Regions from separate parts of the Gossypium hirsutum genome. Here regions 1 and 2 are each linked to region 3. Evidence: chromatin contacts called from public Hi-C data. All regions are on one chromosome and are shown on one strand. The core of a region is the stretch at or near the end of the contact, and the rest is flanking DNA. Distances in the headings are between cores, read along the strand shown.

Region 1 (3,132 bases), core at 264-2,763, 41 kb after region 3:
TCCCGTAAGTTAGGACACAATACCATGAACTCCCGAGCGCAAGTTTGTATTTAATTTTAATTGAAATTTCATGTATTTTAAAACTCAAATGGATATTTGGCTATTTAGAATCAACGAGAGAACCAATACCCTGTAAGTTAGGGTACAATTCCTCGATGTTCCAAAACGTGAAACATTGCCTTATTTTGAAATTTTCATTTTTGAATAATAGTGAATACGATATTTAAACGACATGCGTTATTTGTTTAGAGTAAAAATAGAACGATCCATATTGGATAAAAAGTTGTAGCTTAATTCACAATGCGATTTGAATGAGATAACTAAAAAACGATGTGGAACATGAGGTAATAACATACAAATGCTATGAATGACAATAATATGAAATTACAAGTAAATGGGTCATAGTATATACAAGGACAACAATCATGCAACATTTATCATTTAAATAAGAACACTAATAAATAAAGGCCGATAAATCAAATAATATATATATCAATTTAAAACCTATAGAGCAACTTAAAATAAATGAAATGCAAAAACAAATTTAAAATGATAATAAATGAATTTAAAATAAATAATGTGAAAAAGGAATTTAATACATAAAACAATTTAAAAATAGATTACGTTTTTTTAAAATAGGCAATATAAGCGAAAGTTTGAAATAGATGATATATGAGAAGAAAGTTTAAAACAAATAATATGTAAAATAATTTTAAGATAAATAATATAAATGAGTTTAAAGTAAATATTATGTAAAAAGAAATTTAAAATAAGTAATATACAAAACATTTTTTAAAAAAATAAATGGTATATAAAAAATAGATAATACATATAAAAATTTGAAATTGATAATATATGAAAAAAATTTAAAGTTAATAATAAAACGATTTAAAATGAATAATACATAAAAACAAATTTAAAATAAATAATATACAAAACAATTTAAAGTGTATAGTATATGAAATAATTTAAAATAATATATCTAAAACAATTTAAAACAGTTTAATATATGAAATTTAAGATAAATAAAGTAGTTTAAAACAAATAATGAAAAAAGAGTCCAAATTTATATGAAAAAAGGGGTAGATTACAAATAAAATGAAAATTTAGGGTCCAAATTCGAAAAAAATTAATGCAAGTATTTAAAAAGGACTAAAACAAAATCTAAATAAAATTAAAGGGAGAATTCGGACAAAAATAAAGCAACGGACCGATTTAAAACGCGTTGAAACCTTGAGGGACTGATTGGGAAAATAATCCCAATCCCTCATGAACGGCGTTTCAAGGGTCTGCCTCTTTAAATGGCCCGAGGACTAAGTGGAAACAGAGGCAAAATTCTAGGGTAAAAATCTAAATAAAAAGGTAACGCAGGACCGCATTGAAACGCGATAAGAAAGCGGAGGGATCCAATGCGCAAATAGACCATTAGGTCAAAATGCCCGGATCCTCCGTGGGTACGGGTCGGGTTGCGCGGTTCCCCCTAAACGACGTCGTTTTGAGGCGTGAAGGGGGAAGTGCAAAACGATGACGTTTTGCTGGGCTATTAAGGCCAATTTTTTTTTTAAATTGCTTATTTCTTTCTTTCCCTTTTTTTTTAAAAGCAGAGAGCAGCCCCCTCCCTCTTCTCTTTTCCTCTTTTCGGCTAGGGTTATGAAACCCATCCTCGTCGCCGTCGCCTCCCCTAAAACCACTGTGGCCGGTGGCTGAGGTCACGCGAAAAGGGACTTTTAACCCTTATTTTTTGGACTTTGAGGAGCCAAACTCGCTCAACCTATCAGCCGAAGGACGAGGGCCTCGACTCCCTTTAGAACCGGCCTCGACGACGGAGAGAAACCTCCGGGAACGAGACCATGTGCCGATTCACGTAAGTCCTTCCCTCCTCTTTTATTTCACAATAGATTGGTATTAAAAAACAAATAAAATGAAATAAGAAAATGAAAGGAAACAAAAAAAAAACAACCTTTCGAAACTTCTGTTCTGTTCTTTTATTTTCAGTGTGCGTAAAAAAAATACAAAGTGATATGCCTCGGTTTTTATAACTGAGTTACATAGATCCATTTTGTTTTTTGCTTATCCTCTGCTACTATTTTTTTGTTTTTTTCCTCTTTGTTTCTTGCATGTTGCGTGTTAGCTTCGTCTTGCAGGTGTCAGACGCGTGGAGGCTAGCGGTGGCGTGCGGGGAAGGCTCTGCGCGAAATGGCCAGTGGTTGGCCTAGTGTGCGGCGGTTGGAGGCTTAGGGGCTAGGGTTTGCTGCTAAAAAATTTTAAGCAAGTGGGCTATTAGGGTTTAGGTTATTGGGTTTGTTTTGGGTTTTAAACTTTGGGATTGGGTAATTTAAGCCTGATATGTGATGGGTGTTATTTGATTTATGAATTGGGTAATGGGTAGGTTTATTCTACTTGGACTTGTAAATAGTTGGACTATTTTATTTGTTTATGGGCCCTGACAAAATTTAGACTTGCAGTTACAATTTAGACTTATTTAATCATAAAAATTAAATTGATCTGTTTAATAATAGAGGAACTAATTTGATTGGGCGACTTCCCAGGCGCTTTAACCAAAGTAAGTAGTCATTAAAAGCACGTGGCAAAATGAAAACCGCTGATCGAAACGATCTCATCCATTACCGCCATATTCGAAACGCTACTGAAATCCAGGCCCTTCCAGCAGAGCCAGGGAGCCGAGCCGATCCCTCTAGAAAAACCCCTAAAAGTAATGGCATTATTACACTTACGCCACTTTACTCATCAATCTCTTCTTTCAACTTCCAAACTCCATCATCATTTCCGTTTCTCTCCTCTTAAATCCCCTCGCTTCTCCTGCTCAGCCTCTGCTTCAACCACAATGGCTAAACAAGTAAATACGACACATAAACAATGGAAAGATTTTTTTTTCTTTTGTTAATTTTGTACTTTTGTGATTTTGATGTTTCGATTATTTAGGTTTTGGTGCCGATCGCCAACGGGACGGAGCCGATGGAAGCGGTGATTACGATCGACGTGATTAGGAGATCGGGAGCTGACGTTACGGTGGCTTCCGTCGAGAAAGAGCTTCGCGTTGACGCTTGCCACGGTGTTAAAATTGTTGCTGATGCTCTCGTCGCTGATTGTAAGAACACCGTTTTCGATCTT
Region 2 (3,366 bases), core at 528-3,027, 33 kb before region 3:
CATACAAAAAATATGTCTGTTATATATACAGGTTTGATGTTTCCAAATGGAGTAGCTTTGATCAAAAATCATTCTTTTCTTTTGGTGGTTGAAACAACATGAAGAAGAATATTGAAGTTCAATCTTGGAACAAATAATTTTGAGCTCAAAGTGTTTGCTAAGCTACCTAGAGTTCCTGATAATATTAAGATGAATCATAAAGGAGAGTTCTGGGTAGCTTTAAACGCAGGAAGGCTTGAAAAGATCGATAATGATGTTCCGGATCCCGTAGGAATTAAGTACAATCAAGAAGGAAGAATTTTAAAACAACTGGACGGAAATGGTGAAGATGTATTTAGTTCTATTAGTGAGATTAATGAGGTTAACCGAACTTTATATATTGGTTCGGTTACAAAACCTTATGTTACTATTTTAAAATTGTAAGTTCTCGTTTTATTAGTGATATTAGTGAGGTTAATTGAATATTGATTCAATTGCAAAACTTTAGGTTGCTATTTTTATTCTTGAAGCAAGGTTACAAAATCTTAGGTTGATATTTTAAAACTTTTATGAGAATGTTCAATTTCTTTTTAAATTTCATTTTTTTTTGCATTGGCTCGATGATAATTAAAATCTTATGTTGTTATGTGATAATTAATTTCTATATGGTTCTGGTGATAACTAAAACTTTAATGTTACATGTTGAAACCATTTTTTTGAAAAAGGGTCGACTTTAATATTTAAAAACGAAAATAGGAGTCGTCACTAATTTTTTTTAGGTGTGATCGGATCACCTAGTAATTTGGTCGTTTTAATAAAATATTTCAATTTACTAAAACAACGATTTTCGTCTACGAAATTTGAGAAAATAGGTTCGGGAGTCGATTGCATGTGAGGAAGGGTTAGCACCCTCGTCACGTCCAAAATTGGTACCTAATTGATTAATCAATGTCTTAAGGTCGGAAGTTGAAATTTTAAAATTAATGATTTTAAAATACGATCCCCTTTTTATTAATATTAATTTTAAAAACGCTTAAATTAAAATGAAACGAGCATCAAAGGCCTACTTGTCCCACGATGACAATATGCCACATCCCGTAAGTTAGGATGCGACATTTGAGCCCTCGAGAATAAGTTTGCCTTTAATTTTTATTTAAAACTCAAATATTTAAATTTAAAAGGGTATTCAATCATTTAGGTTCAACAAGAAAATCGAAATCCCGTAAGTTAGGGTACGACTTCTCGAATCTCTAAATACAAAACATTGCTTTATTTTGAAAATTTCTTTTTATGAATTTAAGTAAAAAAATGATATATTTAAAAATGATATATGTGTAGTTTATTTGATCATGTTTAAAAAAAATAGTTTAAAACTTCAAAAGGGTCATATGTGGCTATTAATGATAGTGCAATATACATTTGAAATAACAATGACATAATATGCATAATAAAATATAACATATATAGCATTGATATTAACAAATCCTAATGTTAACATGCATAAACTATAATAAGAAATTGCTAATGATAATATAATAACAATAATAATAACAACAATAATAATAATAATGAATTTAAATTTTGAAAGTACATGAAGAGTGACAAATAAATGAATAATGGAATAAAATAACAATGAAGATAAGGGCAAACATAAAATAAACAAGCCAGATTAAAAAAGGTGGATGAATAAATAAATAAGAGCTAATATAAACTTGATTTGAAAAAGAAATTAAATAAATAAATAAACTAAAAAATAGGATATAATTTTTTTTTAAATAGATAAATTAATTAATATATTAAGTAGACTAAGGATGACATTGAAATCAAACTGAAATTTGGGGTACAAATCGTAAATAAAAAAAGGCAAACAATGATCAAAATAAGACGCGCTGACACTTGCGAGGCGAGGACCAAATGAAAAAATAGCCCAATCTTCGGACACGCGTCCTTACTCTAAGTGCTCAGCATGCCACAGATTAAATTGAACCACACGAGAAATATGTTGCCAAATTTATAAAATAAAAAGGTAAGTAAAAGGGCTAGATTCCAGTGCACCGTAAAAGTGGATGGATCACACTTGAAATAAACCCAAAAGAGTGAAACACGTGGATCCCCCATTTGGAGTGGGTGGGGTTCGGGTTGGCCCTCCCAAAAACCACGCCGTTTTAGCATTTTGGGAGGCCAATTGAAACGGTGCCATTTCAAGGTTCTTATTTAAGCCCCAAAATTTTTTTAAACCTTCACTTTAGCCCTCCCTTCAAAAAGAATTGAAAAAAACTTTTTAACCCTCTCTCTCACCCCTCCTTTTCGACTGAACTCCGGTCAATGGGCCACCGCCCATCCATCACCACATACGGTGGCCAGAGTTCCAAAGAGGGCCTTTTTCGGTCAATTCGGTCTCCCCAAACCTCATTCCAAGGCCAAAAACCCAAAAAATGCCGTCTAAAATTCAAAAAGAATGAAGGAAACCCCTCGGCTTCCTTTTTCGATCGTGAGAAAGGTAAAAGCTTTTGTGTTTTTTTTATAGATACCTATATATCTATGATTTTTTTAAATAAATATGCAATAAAAGATAAGGAAACCACATAATGAAAACTATCGTATTTTCGATCTTTTCTTTCTCGTATATCTCTTTTTTTTTTATTTCTGAAAATAACAAATAGAGAAACGAAGCAAATCACCTTATTTGCCTTTTTTGAATTACTCTGATGTGTTTGTGAAAAAAAAAACAATAAATGAAGTTGATGTGGCTTTTATAGCCGAATACAAGGCCGTTTGCTTCCTTTTTTTTGTCGTTTTGCTATTGATGCTTGCGTGCTCCTCTCTGCTATTTCATTTAATTCTCTTGCAGGTGTTAGAAGCGTGGTGATGGCGTGCAGCGGTGATGGCACGCGTGAGGAGACGCGGCGACTGAAGCTCTTAGGGGGCTAGGTTTTTTTCTTCTACTTGTTTTTTTATTTTCTGATTTGTTGTGGGCTAAGGTTTCTAGGTTTGGGCTTAGTTTTAGTTTGTTGGGTTAAATGAATTTGGGCTGTTGAGCTTATTGTTTGGGTTTTGAATTGGATTGTAATTTTTCTGGACCCTTTTTTATTTTATTTTATAATTTACCCAAGTTAAAATTGGCCTATTACATCACCTTTGGTAAAAGTATTATTTTTTAAGCATGTTTTAATTTATGAGTTACTAATAAATCACTTCAATTAGTAGTATTTAACTACTCTCAACTTATATTCATCAATTTTGAAAATTTATTTTTTACGAGAGCTATCACTTATCTTTTTTATTTCAAATTTAAATTTGTATTACTATTTTTTATTTTATGTACTATCGTAATATATATGAAATGAATATGTTTTTCTCTAGTATGTATTGAATTTATATATTTTG
Region 3 (3,333 bases), core at 769-3,268:
GACCCTCCATTGAATCCTCTTTTATTTTTGTACGTGAATAATTTTTTTTATGATAATAGCTTTTTTAGTCAATTAAAAAGGAAAACTAAAAAAGGGGGAGATGAACGGTTTTCTAACTAAGATTTAGGGTTTAAAATTTAAAATTAATTAAATTTATTTAACAAAAAATCTATTCTCATCGCATTAGGAAATCCAAGTTGGTACTTAAAATCTATTTGGACTACCACGTAGGATTACCGTTAGGGAGATAACGGAACTTAACGGAAGAGTGATCACTTCGTAACAAAATAATAATATAAGTGACTAAAACGTAACATTTCAAATATAAGTGACTAAAATGTAACATGAAATAAACAAAAGTGACTAATTTTTGTAGTTTACCCTTTAAGATTAGTATCGAGTAGGCTACTAATGGAATTTTTTTGATAAATTTTCAAGTTTTATGATATTTATATTTTTCAATTGGGTAAATACAAAAGGCATAGTTGAGGGTAAACAAGGCCTTAGACCCCTTTGTGATCGTAGCATTTTTTTAAAGGTCAAATATTCAATTTAGTCCTTTTTAATTTTTATTTAAATAGAACAATTACAATTTTGATCATTTTCAAAAGTTTAAATTTTAATTTAAATAATTTTATTACAAATATTTTTAGCCTTGCACCCACAATTTTTTTAGTTTTATCTCAATCCCTCCATCACATAACTCAAAAACAAATGCAGGATATTACCATGTGTCATTATAATATATTTATAAAAAAAGACATATTTAATATTTTAGCATCATAAACTTGCTTGCGAATTTTATTTTCATGGACAATGTATAGAATAATTGTCCATATTACCAAATAATGATATGTTATTTTAACTAAAAATTAGATGAAATATTTTGTGTAAATATATATTTTGATGTATTAATAATTCATATAATGTTTTATCATAACCTTTTTGAATTTGTCAAGGTTCAAAAAGAAACAAAAATGTGAAAATATTTGACAAAATTTGAGTTTGGGCCCAGTTCCTTAAATGCCATTAATTTCCCACTCATTCAAAGGTGGAGGAAAAGGGTGATGTCCATGGGCCACATGTATCTTCATATTGCACATGATTAATTGGTTGAAAAAGTAAATTTAAATAAAATAAAATAAAATAAAAGAGTATGAAAAATGGGCTTATAATCATTAATTTCTTAAATAGCCCAATCAAGATAACAATGATTTTTTGGCCCATTTCCACCAATTACTTCACTTAAATACCACTTCTTATCCCACTATTGGTAAGAAAATGATTTCCTTATCACTTCCAAATCATTTGCAATTTATAAATATAAATAAACTTCACTTCAACTACACTCTTTTTACATTTAGCTTTGGGGTCAATCAAGGTTAGTGAAACCCAATCTTTTGGGTCAAAATCCCACTATTTTCAAACTAATAATTAATCATGATTTTTTTTTACCTTAAATCATCTCTAGATTCTCCATAAAATATTCAATTATTTTATCCTTAGTTTAACATAACAACTCACCAATAGTTTTGTCATGATTATCATTACACTATTTTCTATATCTCCACCATTCCATCCTATTGGATTCTTTTTTTTTATTGCATTGATTTTTCAATGAAACAAAAAAGTACTTTGTACTTGTATGTGTATTAAATTCTCTCTAAATTTTGGCATACTTTAAGCAAAATATCATATTTTGAAAATACATATATCTTAATTTTTTAAAGATAAAATTTGGGGTTTAATCTAAATAATAGTAGTGAATTTTGATCTTGTGCATATATATTGTTGACTTAAAGTCGAAAATTAATTTACTGTAAGTTAATAATTTGATCTTAAAACAACCAAAAATTTTATTCATAAATTTGTATGATACTACTCAAAATAACTTGAATTCAAAACCATTTGTAATTAGAAAATTTGGGTTAATGAGTGGGGACAAAAGCTTGTGGTTGCCATTGAAAGGTAGGCAGGCCACTCTGGCATGCCAACCACATTGCATAGACAAATATAGCTATTGCAAAGGCAAAGGGAAACACAATCAATGATAATGGTATAGGCAAAAAAACATGGGTAAACCCTATAACATGAAAAATTAAAATGGGGATTAAGGAGAAGAAGTCACATGATTTTTTCTTTTAAGCCAATATTGTGTTGATGGGATTGGCTGTCTCATTGGGTTGTTTTTTTTCTTTTTCAAAAGTTGAAACATTAAATAAATCTTGTCTTTGTGAGAACATTTGGTGGCTAATTGTTTTAGTAATGTCATGTGTCAATCTTTGCTAATCAACCAATGAAAATTGTGTTTTTTTGGGGGGTTGATTTTGAAGCAGACGAAGGGAGCAGAAGGATGCAAAAAAAGTAGGAATCTTTCACATGTCAATCAGTGGTTAAATTATTGTGAGGGTTTTAGGGATTGGATAAGCTTAAAAACCCACATGGCAAACACACTCCATTAATAATGAAAGAAAATGAAAGGAAAAAAAGAAAAGAAACATGTTCAAAGTTAGTGATGATGGGTCCATTTTTGTATAATTATATGTTTAAAGACTTGTGCATAAGTAACATCTTAAAATGTCCTTATAGATCACATCTCTTTCATATCCAGATGGATTTTTATTAAATTTATTTATTATTTATGTGTTATTTTATTTGTGATTTGATTTTCAGATGGGTATGTATCGACGGTATGATGTGGTGCGTTTAACTTACTTTTAGTCTTACATTACAGTATCGCTATAATATTTAATTTCACCGTTACCGTTATTTTTACACTAACTACAAATAAATATACTGCTTATCTAAACCCACCCTTAGTTTTATTAGGAACACTTCTTTATTTATAATTAGGGGAAGAAGAAAGAGGTAGAGAAAAAAAAAACCATGCAAGCCAATATCATCAAAATTAGATTCATTCAATTATTTTTTTATATGTAGACAAAGAATTATTAATTTATGATTTAAAGAAATTGTTGATTTTTAGAACAAGGGTCTAAATAGTATTTGATTAGATCATTAATGTATAAATAAATTTAAAATTTTAAATTAAAAGAGTGTTCTATAGTGAGAAAAAAGAGGCATCTTCTAAATACTTTGAACGTATATTGCTACATTTCATAAAATCGAAAACTTGAGTTGTGAATATCTACGTTTGAAATTTACAACTCATAATTATATACGTGGGTTTTCGAGTCTTATTATGTGTTGTTCTCATTAGGGGTGTTCAAACTATCCGTTCGGTTAATACTCGAACCGAATTACCCGAATGTAAAAAAAATTTAACCGTTAATTGAACCGAAGTTTTTTCCAAATACATTAACCGAAGAAATA

The links. A called contact is a pair of places that touch in the nucleus more often than the background predicts.
Region 1: a Hi-C map of leaf shows a contact between it and region 3, with 1.5 times the contacts expected there. The contact joins the promoter of LOC107917733 here to the enhancer-like site in region 3.
Region 2: a Hi-C map of leaf shows a contact between it and region 3, with 2.8 times the contacts expected there. The contact joins the promoter of LOC107918116 here to the enhancer-like site in region 3. A contact is called at or near these places in 11 of 34 Hi-C or Micro-C datasets (callus, leaf and seedling).

The regions. Positions count from the first base shown.
Region 1 is chrA01:6,704,389-6,707,520 of Gossypium_hirsutum_v2.1, forward strand. It overlaps LOC107917733 (protein DJ-1 homolog B), which reads left to right and starts at 1,514. Exons shown (of 9, transcript XR_005899902.1): 1 at 1,514-2,857; 2 at 2,944-3,132.
Region 2 is chrA01:6,629,315-6,632,680 of Gossypium_hirsutum_v2.1, forward strand. LOC107918116 (ubiquitin-conjugating enzyme E2 36) reads left to right here and starts at 1,778. Exons shown (of 9, transcript XM_016847635.2): 1 at 1,778-2,479; 2 at 2,831-2,910.
Region 3 is chrA01:6,662,528-6,665,860 of Gossypium_hirsutum_v2.1, forward strand. No RefSeq gene overlaps it. Among protein-coding and RNA genes, the nearest start is that of LOC107917788, 19 kb to the left of the region's middle. Within about 2 kb of position 2,019, at least 4 of the 9 cell types and tissues checked have an H3K27ac peak or open chromatin away from gene starts, as enhancers often do. A contact at or near this core is called in leaf, where this site is marked.